Linked DNA regions of Mus musculus: region 1 is linked to region 2. A link is a contact called in public promoter capture Hi-C data. All regions are on one chromosome and are shown on one strand. The core of a region is the stretch at or near the end of the contact, and the rest is flanking DNA. Distances in the headings are between cores, read along the strand shown.

Region 1 (5,437 bases), core at 518-3,017, 3.7 Mb after region 2:
CAGGAGTCGGTTACACAAAGCCTCGCAGAGTTAAACAGGGTTTTGAAGACTTGGCGGTACTCCTATTTTGGTTTGGCTAATTCTGTGTTGTAGGGAGATACTGATCTGTGCATGGCAGGGGTCAGCATCCTTGATCCTTACACACTACATACCAATAGTACCACTGAGCTGTGACAATCAAAATTATTTCCAAGATGGGCTACGGTGGTGCACGCCTTTAGTCCCAGGACTGGGGAGGCAGAGGCAGGTAGATCTCTTGTGAGTTCAAGGCCATCCTAGTCTACAGAGAGAGTTCCAGGACATCCAGGGCTGTTGTTACATAGAGAAAGCCTATCTTAGTTGATGGGTAGAGATCTGGTATAGAACAAACCTGTTATCCCAGCACTTAGAAGGTTACTATTGGGTTTGAGGCTAGCCTTGGCTACATAGTAAGACCTTATCTCAATGTTCAAAACAAGAACAAACCCCTAAACCAACCAAACCAAATGTCTTTATACACTGCCAAAGTACCTAGGTACAAAACTGTTTTCCATTGAGACTCACTGACTGATTCTGGTATATTAGCCCCAAAAAAGAACAAGGATCTCTTTGCTAGGATAAAGTCTCAGAAAAATAAATGGAGCAAAGTATAAAAAGACTGGAATTAAGAAGTTCCAAAATTTGCTAAAGGAAAAAAAAGAAAAGTAACAGGGAAGGCTAAAAAGTAAAAAAAAAAGTCATGGAAAAAAACAGAGGCATGTACGGAAGGAGAGAGACTTGCACAGGACTCTGGGACCTATTACTGACAGCGAAGAGCCTTAGGCTCTAAGCTCCCCGCTCTGCATCTCTGGATCCATGTTATCTTGAAAAGTCAGTTTGGAACATCTAAGCAAGTACACGGGGTTGTAGTTGGAGTCCAAACATAATTTCCATAAAGGTACCATAGATGCAAGGCACCCTTAGTCCCTAGCAAGGAGGGCTGAGTGATATGTACCGCGGAGAGCAGCTGACCTGTGCAGAACTGAGCTGCATGTGACACAGAATTCTCTTCTCCACATTCTCCCGAAAGCGGATCTCGTACAAAGATTCGGCCATTCGGTCCCCATCCAGAACTTCACCCAAACTAAGACTTTTGTGGCGGATCTTCTCAGGACAGCAGACTGGAAGCTGATAGTAGTGGTAAGTTTCCTGAGGGTTATGGTAGGGTCCCACTTTGTTGACATATAGAATGACAGGGTCGCCGGGCTTGTAGTGTGTGACACCTTCCACCCATGGCCCATGGCCTATGCCCAGCAACAGTATCAGGACTGGCAAACAATGGCAGCTCCAACTTCGAGGGTACCCTAGGACTGTCATCCTTAAGGCAGCAGAACCTGTTGGGGGAATCCCGTGGTTACAGAAACTAGGAATCAAATCATGATGACCCGGTTCTGGTCTCTCAAGTGCCCATTGGCTCCACCTCCTCCCTTCGGCCTCCCGATCCCCACACCACAGAACTTATCTATCCCAAAGACGGGGCCTGGCGTGCACTCAATAGTACTCCCAACCTAGGGTTCACGCCTCTAGGCCTCCCCAGCCCGGGGCTGCGCGTGCCAACCCGTTTCTATAGCAACGCCCGGCGGGCTCGCTGCTACGGAAGGGGCACTCGCCGCAGCTCCAGGGTCCTCACTGCGAGGTACCGGCTGGCCAAAGAGGCGCCAGTGGCCTCACGGGGCCCCGTAGCTGCCCTTGGGCTTCTGCCCCGGTCTTCCAGACAGCGGCGCCGGAGCGGTAGGCTTGCGGAGGACCTGACGACGGACCTCCTCCGGGTTGTCCGCCGCTGCGCCTGATTGCCGCGGCTGCTGCCACGTCGCCGGCGTCCGCCCTCGGCTCATTCGAATGCTCCTGGAAGAGCTCTGGTTCGCCCGCAATCCGGCCCGGCCACGGATTCCACGATGCTCGCTCCCCGAGCCACCGAGCGATGCCAGTGGTCGTCCCGGCGAGCAGCACCGCAGCCCGGACACGTCAGTCTTACCACTTCCGCCTTCGCCGACGGGGACCTCAGCTCCGGGAAGGCGGGAAGGCTCTTCTCCTGAGCCAAGAGCTCCGCGATGCTCGCCGGTGTGTCGCGGGCGGCTTCCCACGGGCTCTCGCGCGGCTGGGCTGTCCTCTCTAGGATGGAGAGAGACAGCTGGGGAGCGGGAGCGCGGCACCCGCCCCCGGCTGCTGAGGTCGGCCCGGACGCGGAAAGTTGTCCCTAACCTGGGCGGGGCGGGGCTTTGTGCCGCGTTCCCACGCCAGGGACCTGTAGCCTCCAACACCTTGGTAAAGGTGCCCCTCCGAGGCTTTCTGGAGGCACGGACCGGTTATTGTTGGCAACAGGCATGCGGGAGGTAGGTGAGGTGCACCTACAGTTTGCCATTTCACCCTGCAAGTTGTGCGGGTTGACAGCGCGTTTTTTTTTTAAGATTTATTTATTTATTATATGTAAGTACACTGTAGCTGTCCTCAGACACTTCAGAAGAGAGAGTCAGATCTCGTTATGAGATGGTTGTAAGCCACCATGTGGTTGCTGGGATTTGAACTCGGGACCTTTGGAAGAGCAGTCGGGTGCTCTTACCCACAGAGCCATCTCACCAGCCCGACAGCGCGGTTTTTGATCGGAAGTAGGTTTTTGTTTTGTTTTTTGAATGTGGAGTCCCTGCAGACCTCGAACCCGGGGTCTTTTGAGTCTCCGCCTTCAGAGTTTCAGAGCTTACAGGTACCATCTCACTTCCGTCATTTTGTTCCCAAGTTCGTCTGTGGGACGTTTGGACTTCTCCCTAACTTTGCAGGTTTCTTTGAACGCGTTACTTTTGTCTGGCTCAAGCTGTTGTGAAGGGGCTCTGCCCCTTTTGAACAGTGACTTTCACTTGGCAACATGGGAGCAAACGGAAGGAAGCTGACTTCAATTTTTCTATTCTGGCGGAAGCAAGTACTGAGAGAAATCACAAGCAGCCATTCTTTCCTCACTCCTACGACTGTTCTTTTCTGATCCACCCACTGTCCTGAAGCGGTTAGAGTCTAGGAAGCTAGGCTTGAGCCAGACACAGTGGCTTTTGTTTTGACCCCTTTGCCCTCCTCAAGACAGTCAGTCTTGCTGTGTTGCCTGACTGGCCTTGGAACTGCTGCCGAAGCAATAGCCCTGCCTCGGTTTCGCGAGTAGCTGGGACTGCAAGTGTGTGCAAGGCTTGCGGTACTGAGGCAGGCCTGACTGAGTTCTGTGGTTAGGAATAACTTAAGATGCTTTGGAGTTTTCTTTGGATGACCTACCCAGTGAAGCCAGAAATCAAAGCTTCTCTTAGCACCTCTCAAATCGCAAGCTCCCTTGATTTGTTTCCTGATTCTTTGTTTTCCATCATTTTCTTGATGTAGAGGCCCCATACTCTTTCATGTCAACCACCTTGCTAGCCTCTGAGCCACCTTCCTCTGGGACCATTTTTCAAACTACTGCTGGAAGGACTGTTAAACCGGCAGTACCTCAGGAAGAGAAGGGGCTGAGTATCGGGTTCTGGGGTTGGTTAATTGGAGGTTTTATTGAGACGGGTCTCGGCAGCCTCATCTGGCCTCAGACCTACAGCGATTCTCTTGCCTCAGCAAGGGGTCTCAGGGTGAGCCACTGTGCTACATTTGTTGTTTGTGTTTCTCTGTGTAGCCCTGGCTGTCCTGGAACTCACTCTGTAGACCAGGCTGGCCTCGAACTCAGAAATCCGCCTGCCTCTGCCTCCCGAGTGCTGGGATTAAAGGTGTGCGCCATCACCGCCCAGCTCTTGTTTTTATTTCTACCTTTTCATATCTATCTAGCTTTAAAACAATTGTGTATGTATGCCACAGATGTAGGGATGCCCAAGGAGGCCAGAAGAGGATGTTGGTTCCTCTGTAGCTTGAATTAGAGGGAGTTACATGTTGCTGAGTGTGGATGCTAGGAACTAAACCCAGGATCTTGGAAGAGCAAGCACAAAGATCTCTTAACTACTGATTTTTTTTTTGACAAGTTCTGATTTTTATGTATAACAAACTTGGACTGGAACAACGTAGAGTAGAAAATAGCTTAACACGAGGCCTTACAGAGCCATATCCTGATGCTACTCCAGGTATACTAACTTTCTGGAATACTCTGGGTTCACATAGAAATATTGGATGTTTCTCTCTCTCTCTTTCTCTTTCTCTCTCTCTCTCTCTCTCTCTCTCTCTCTCTCTCTCTCTCTCTCTCTCTCTGTCTTGAACAAATTGGTATACCTTCTATTTGTGATGAGAGATTATTACCAGTTTATTACCAAACCACCTATCCAGGCCTGGTTAATGCACATTGATGAGCAGTACTGGGGTGCATCTCCTTAACTGTGATGTACTCTGGGCAGTTCTTTAATCGTACCAGGTTGTAGAGCTGAATTCCAATAGACTTTGGGCCTGCGGTGCCAGCAGGGCCACATACTCAGTAGGTGGGACCTGACAAGTCAGTTATGGTGTCATCACTTATATTGGAAGATATTTAGTTTTGAGACCCTGTCTCAAAGCAAACAAAAACATCCCAGGTTGTGGTGATTCGAATGAAAGGCCCCACATTGTCTCAGGCATTCAAAGTTTTGGTTCCCACTTGGTGGCGGTGTTTCGGGAGGTTTAGGATGTGTGACCTTGTTTGAGAGTGGTACTGATGGTGCTGGAGCAGGCTCTGAGTCTGCTCAACTTCTGCTCGCAGTTCAGCACATGACCCTCTGGAACTACAGTGCCAATAAACTATTTTCTATAAGTTGCCTTGGTCCTGGTGTTTTATCACAGCGAAAACAGCACAGCGATGGAAGCCACCCAGCATGGTCCTGTAACCTCCACACGCTTGCAAACCTCACAGCAAGGAGACAGAAACCAACTGAATCCTCTTACCTTTGCCTCCTGAGTGCTCAGATTCCAGGCGTGCACCAGTCATGCCCAAGTTTGCCACCCAAAATCATATAAGAAGAACTGACCACACCTTCCTGCCTGTGCTGGCTGGTTTTATGTGACCTTGCCACAAGCTAGAGTTATTTGGGAAGAAGGAACCTCAGTTGAGAAGATGCCTCTACCAGATGGACCTGTGGGCAAACCTGTTGTGCATTTTCTTGATCTTCTGACTGATATGGGAGGGCCCACTCACTGTGATAAGTGGGGGTGGGGGGAGTTGCTGGGCTAAGGTACTGGGAACTATAAGAAAACAGGCTGAACAAGCCATAGGGAGCCAGCCAGTAGTAGCACTCTTCCATGGCCTCCACAGCAGTTTCTGCTTCTGGTCTCCTCCCTTGAGCTTTTCCTGAGTTCCCTGAATTATGAACTACAAGCTGTAAAACTGAACCCTTCCCTCCCCAAGTTCCTCATGGTTACAGAGTTTTATCACAGCAATAGAAACCCTAAGACCCTGCCCTTCTCACTCAGTCGCTCCCTAAACTTGTTCTTCCTTTCAACTGAG
Region 2 (5,379 bases), core at 1,398-3,897:
AGTCTAGATAGAAGTGGACTTTCTTTCTCCTTTGGTCCACAGAGACACATTTACCACTTTTAGACACTCAGCACTATTACAAAAGCAACATTATATTAATGGGACAGTGAGGTGGTAGAAAAGGTGGTATAATAAAGTTCTTGTATGTACTTTGACAGCTAAACTACTATAACTTACAACTTGGTTAAGAGTGAAAATGTGGAGTCAGACAGCTGGACACAAGCCCTGGCTTTCCCAAGTACTGTACAGTATATATTCAAAGTTACATCATTTCAATAAAATGAAATGTCTTCTTCTATGAAATATGTAGGAATTTTCTAGGTTCGAAAGAACTCGAAATATATAAACCACAGAAGTAGATGCTCACAGTCATCTATAAGATGGAACACAGGGCCCCCAATGGAGGAGCTAGAGAAAGTACCCAAGGAGATGAAGGGGTCTGCAACCCTATAGGTGGAACAACAATATGAACTAACCAGTACCCCCAGAACTCGTGTCTCTAGCTGCATTTGTATCAGAAGATGGCCTAGTCGGCCATCACTGGGAAGAGAGGCCCTTGTTCTTGCAAACTTTATTTGCCCCAGTACAGGGGAACACCCGGGCCAAGAAGCAGGAGTCGGTGGGTAGGGAAGCAGGGCGGAGGGAGGGTATAGGGAACTTTCAGAATAGCATTTGAAATGTAAATAAAGAAAAAATCTAATAAAAATAAATAATAAATAAAAATATATAAACCACATTGAAAAGTATCTGTGATGCAGGAGAGGACCTGTTAGCTTGGTATCTTCTCTATCTCTGCTTTATGCTATCCCTTCACATCACCTACCAAAGAGCACACACCAACTCAGACTGCATTGTATGCACACTGGTAGGTAAGAGTTCCCTACGGAGAAAGGGCTGTTAACCACTGTAAGCACACACCATGTACTGAAACTCATGGTAAGAAGGGATAACTTATATCTCAGAACCTAAATCCAAACTCCTTCACGCCACCAGTTCAAAGCTTTTGAATGGATCTTTTTTCCCATGATATATGTTTATATCTCACTGCCTAGCTATGGGTGTCCCTGGATTCTACCAAATGATTTGAGCATAAGGAATCTTAAGTTCCAATAAGGGAAGGTTCAATCGTTCCAGACCGAGAATGGGTGAACTAGATTTGATGAGTAAGGTTTACAGAAAATCCTCTGAAAAAAAACTTCCCTAGAAGGCCTCTACAACCTGCTGCTGGGCAGTATTTACCAGGCAGACACCAGGGGGTAGTAAAATCTCACTCTCTTGGTCATTAATAACAAGGAGACTGAAGAGTCTACCTTAACTGGAAGGTTGGAGATAGCTCCACAGTTCTTGCCGGTTAATCACAGGGTTTTCCCTGCTTGAGATTCTTTTTTAACCCTATGAACCAGAGGGCTCGTGTCATCCCCATGAATTAAGTTTCTCCCTTCTCCAGACCCACAGGAAAAGGGGCAGAATGTAGCATCCTAAGATGAAAAGAGCCTGTCATGGAGGCCCTTTCTTCTCCTCCTGCTCCAAGCCTCATCGACTGTATCCACTACCACACGTCTTCTAAATAAACTTTACCCTCTAACTGCAATGCCAACACCTTCACGATCTCTCTGGGAAATGAGTACCTTTCAGATCGCCTCCCAAATGTCCACCTTTTGGACCAGTCTGTGACTCAGAGACAGGCAGGGCAACCCCTTGATGTGCTGCGGTTCCTCAAGCCTTTTTGAGAGACCCCACTCGGCCTTCACTTCCATGTAGAAGTGATACTCGAGTTTGTAGGTGAGGCAAAAAAAAAAAAAAATTAAAGGAGCCTAGCCCCTTTTGTCTGAAGTGTAAGATAATAGTCACTGCCAAAAGCCCTAGCATATGGGCCACTATCGCCCTGCAACAAGAAGGAAAGATCTGACATCAGTACTAAAGCGTGGGGTCTAATCCGGGAACTGTTGCTTCCCCTTCTCTAACCGCAGAGCAACAGGGGTCTAAGGTAGAGAAAAAGGCAAAGGCAGCGTGGAGCAACTCCGCAAACGCCCCCAGACCCTACAGAGGGATCCTGATCCCGGGGCCCTGGCCTCTCAGCCGTGACACATATCCCCCCACCCCACATGCCAAGCCTTTACTTCGTAATTCCCCTCATCCCCCGCCCTCCCCAGGCTGCACACAGGAGCCCATTGTAGTCTCATGGAGCCTTGAGACCCAAGAAGGTGGAAGGGGAAGAAGGGCGGGCAAACGCCCAAGGCTTGGGGGAATACCCTAATTTCCCGGCCTTCAGCTCTACCTAAAGGGAACTAAAGGCTGTGGATCGACCTGGGCCCCAGGACCTTGCCAAGCCTTGCCACGGACCGGAGATGTGTCATGGACCCTAGAGATGGAAGAAGGCTTTTGGCCGCCGGGCAACCTGGGACCTAGGCGGGTCCCCTGCAGGGTCCCGAGCTGAGGCTGAACTGATCCCGCAGAGCGAAGAAGACGCGGGAAACCCGGGGCGTCCTCAGCTGGGCGGTTCTCGGAGGGGGCGGGGCGGGCTGGCAGCAGACAGCCAGGGGAGCGGAGGCGAGGCTTGTGGCCAGGGTTGGGGGGGCTTCTCGGCTGGGGTCCCGGGCTGGGCGGGGCGGTGCAGGCGGCCGTCTCGGCCCTCCCTGGCGGGGCCCCCGCGGCCTGGGCTGCCGAACGAGCGGGGAGAGCCGCGGTCGCCGCGCGAGTTGTCCTGCAGCTAGACCCGGCGAGACTGAGCGCCCGGAGGGAGGCGGTGGCTCACCCGCCCCGCCCGCCCGCCGGAGAGTGGGACACCTCCCGACGCCGAGCCATGGTGAGTCCCGCGAAGCACCCCGGTGTCCCCTCGGCCTTCGCGCAGCCCGCTCCGGGCCCCCAGCCCCGTGCCTCTTGTGCCCGCTTAGCGCTCCTTGGCGCTTCGGAGACTCTCCACCCTCCCATCCCCCCTTCTTTTCTTCGATCTGCGGTCCTGCTGCCTGCTCAGTCCCTACCGAGTATTGCCATGACCCTTTCTTTCTTCTGTGCCACCTCCCCATCCTTCGATGGTCTTTGCACACATCCCACCCCCGGTCTTTTTGGTCCTACCCAGTCTTCTTTTGCTGAGTTTTCCCTCCCCCTCCCTATCTCAGTTTTTCACTCCTGGAGACCCTCTGCGAGTTGGTCTGGCGGCAGCCCTTGAAAGGGCACTGTCCTGGGTCATGAGAACTGACCTGCCTGGAACCACCATTTTCCATCCCAGTCCCCAAACCCGGTGAGATGGGCCCACCCATCCGGCCCTGAGGGACTAGCCACAGCTGTGGCTGGGCCAGGGCCAAAGGGCATGTCCAAAGGGAAATTCCCTCACAGAAAGGGGGCTGTTTGGGGGTGGGTAGGGGGTGTTCCGCAGTACCAATGGGCGTGACGTTGCCAGAGCCAAAACCATAGTTTTTGGGACAAAGTTCCCCGAGGTTCATGCAGCTGCAGGGAACTGAGCTGTTCCTGACAGTGCCTGCCTCAGAGCACTGTCGCTGCAGGGAGGGATCTGGATGGAATCCTGTAGAGCAGAGGCTCGGAGAGCAGCAGCTCAGGGTACCAGAAGCCCATGTCAACCAGAGTGAACACTAAGCCCGGAACTTTCCGGCCAGAAGTACTATGAAGTACTACGGGGAGAGCGCCCACTGCCCAGGCGGGTGCAGCCTATAATGCTCATTGCAGAGTGGAGGAGGGGGAGAGGCCCTGCCAGGGCAATGTCTACGGAGAGTCTGGGAAGCATCACCCTGCTCAGAGGGTTGGAGCAAGACAGGAACTAGGCCAGTGAGCGCTGACTCAGTCTCGCCCGTCGTTTGGTCCCAGCCGACCAGAGGCCTGGTGTCTTGGGCTCCTGCCCACCTCCGCCTGCTCCAGACCCCTCCTCCCCTCCTGCCGAGGCCGTTTCCTGTGGCTGCGACTCTTGTTCAGCCATGAGCTCACCGCCCCTAATGGGTTGCAGCTGCTTCGCTGCTCAAGCAGTAGCTCCCCGGATCCTAACTTCGGAGCTCGGGCCCACCCAACCTCACCCCTACCCTTCTTCCCACCCACGTACACAGTCCTGAGAACACTGAGGGTCTGTCTGCTCGCCCACACCTTGGAGCCAAGTTTGGGCTCTGATAACACAGAATGCTGGTCTCTGGGGTGTCTGAATACCCTAATCTTCCCAAACAGCCGGGATTAAGCAACTCTGGCTGGAGAGATTTCAGAGTAAAATAAGTAATTTTTGTCTTGGGGTGGAAGCAGAACCGTCTGCAATGGGTAGAGAGCTAGTAAATGCAAAGAGAGGTAGAGAAATAAATACTGCAAAATACTTTCCTCATTTACAGCAAAGACATCTGATAAACGGAACTTAAAAAGCCATCTTGAGAGAGATATGGACATGCAAAGAAGTAGACCCCAGAGTTGTTGTTTAGGAAGTGAGTGAAGAAACGTAGCCCAATGAATGATTCACTTAGGGAGTTGGTCAGTACGGGACACGACTTAGTCTTTGAGACAGGTTATCAGACAGAACCCTCTGGAACTAGAAAAAGAAAGAAAAAAAACTGGAATACATAGCATCAGACCACCTCCTCTCTTCTCCAAGAATTTTGGGTATGTCTTTATCTTCTTTCAAATGGCTCCACCATTTGATTCATTGTGGCCAATCCCACAGGTTCTGGGAATGAAAGAAAGGGATGCTATAAAGGCCTGAGATAGCCACAGTCTTCTCATCTTCTTTCTTCCCACCTATCAACCAACTATCTCTAGGATGCAGTAGTTTGTGAGTGGGCATACCTCCACTTACAATAAAGGTATCTGGATGGTGAGCTCGGGAGAATCCATTGGCAAAATGGCTGTGTAGAAACCCCATACCCCCCACCCATCCACCGAGAATTCTTAAGCATCAGATGGGTTCAGTGGCCCAGCCTGTCTCTTTCCTCCCGGGATGCAGTCACCTCAATTCACAAGTGCCTGGAACAATCCTGACCAGAGTCATCTATAACAAGTTCTCCCTGGATCACTAAAGCCAAAGTCTCAGAGCTTAAATGTGAAGCCATGGTAAGCCTGTGTGTGCTGACTGGCCAGGCCCCTCCTATTCCTGGGCTCATTCAGCCAGCATTTTCTGATTACTCACTGTGCACATATGATATGAGACATATCTATCTGCAAACTGGCCAACTCCCAAGGAGCCATGCTTAGAAAGTCTAGATGTCTATAGCTCGGTATTGTCTCTACCAGGAGCCTGAACCAGTGGAGGACTGTGTGCAGAGCACGCTTGCTGCCTTGTACCCGCCCTTTGAAGCCACAGCCCCAACCCTGTTGGGCCAGGTGTTCCAGGTGGTGGAGAGGACGTACCAGGAGGATGCGCTGAGGTACACGCTGGACTTCCTGGTACCTGCT

The links. Promoter capture Hi-C pulls out the DNA fragments that hold promoters and counts their contacts.
Region 1: a promoter capture Hi-C map of maxillary cranial neural crest shows a contact between it and region 2. The contact joins the promoter of Tm9sf1 here to the promoter of Arhgef40 in region 2. A contact is called at or near these places in 3 of 39 promoter capture datasets (cranial neural crest, liver and maxillary cranial neural crest).

Annotation. Positions count from the first base shown.
Region 1 is chr14:55,641,604-55,647,040 of GRCm38.p6, forward strand. Tm9sf1 (transmembrane 9 superfamily member 1) reads right to left here and starts at 1,768. Exons shown (of 5, transcript NM_001360063.1): 1 at 991-1,768. The coding sequence starts at 1,335. It also overlaps a transcript of Tssk4 not described here.
Region 2 is chr14:51,982,186-51,987,564 of GRCm38.p6, forward strand. It overlaps Arhgef40 (Rho guanine nucleotide exchange factor (GEF) 40), which reads left to right and starts at 2,648. Exons shown (of 24, transcript NM_198249.4): 1 at 2,648-2,806; 2 at 5,218-5,379. The coding sequence starts at 2,804. It overlaps Gm16617 (predicted gene, 16617), which reads right to left. Exons shown (of 3, transcript NR_045728.1): 2 at 5,335-5,379; 3 at 4,204-4,654.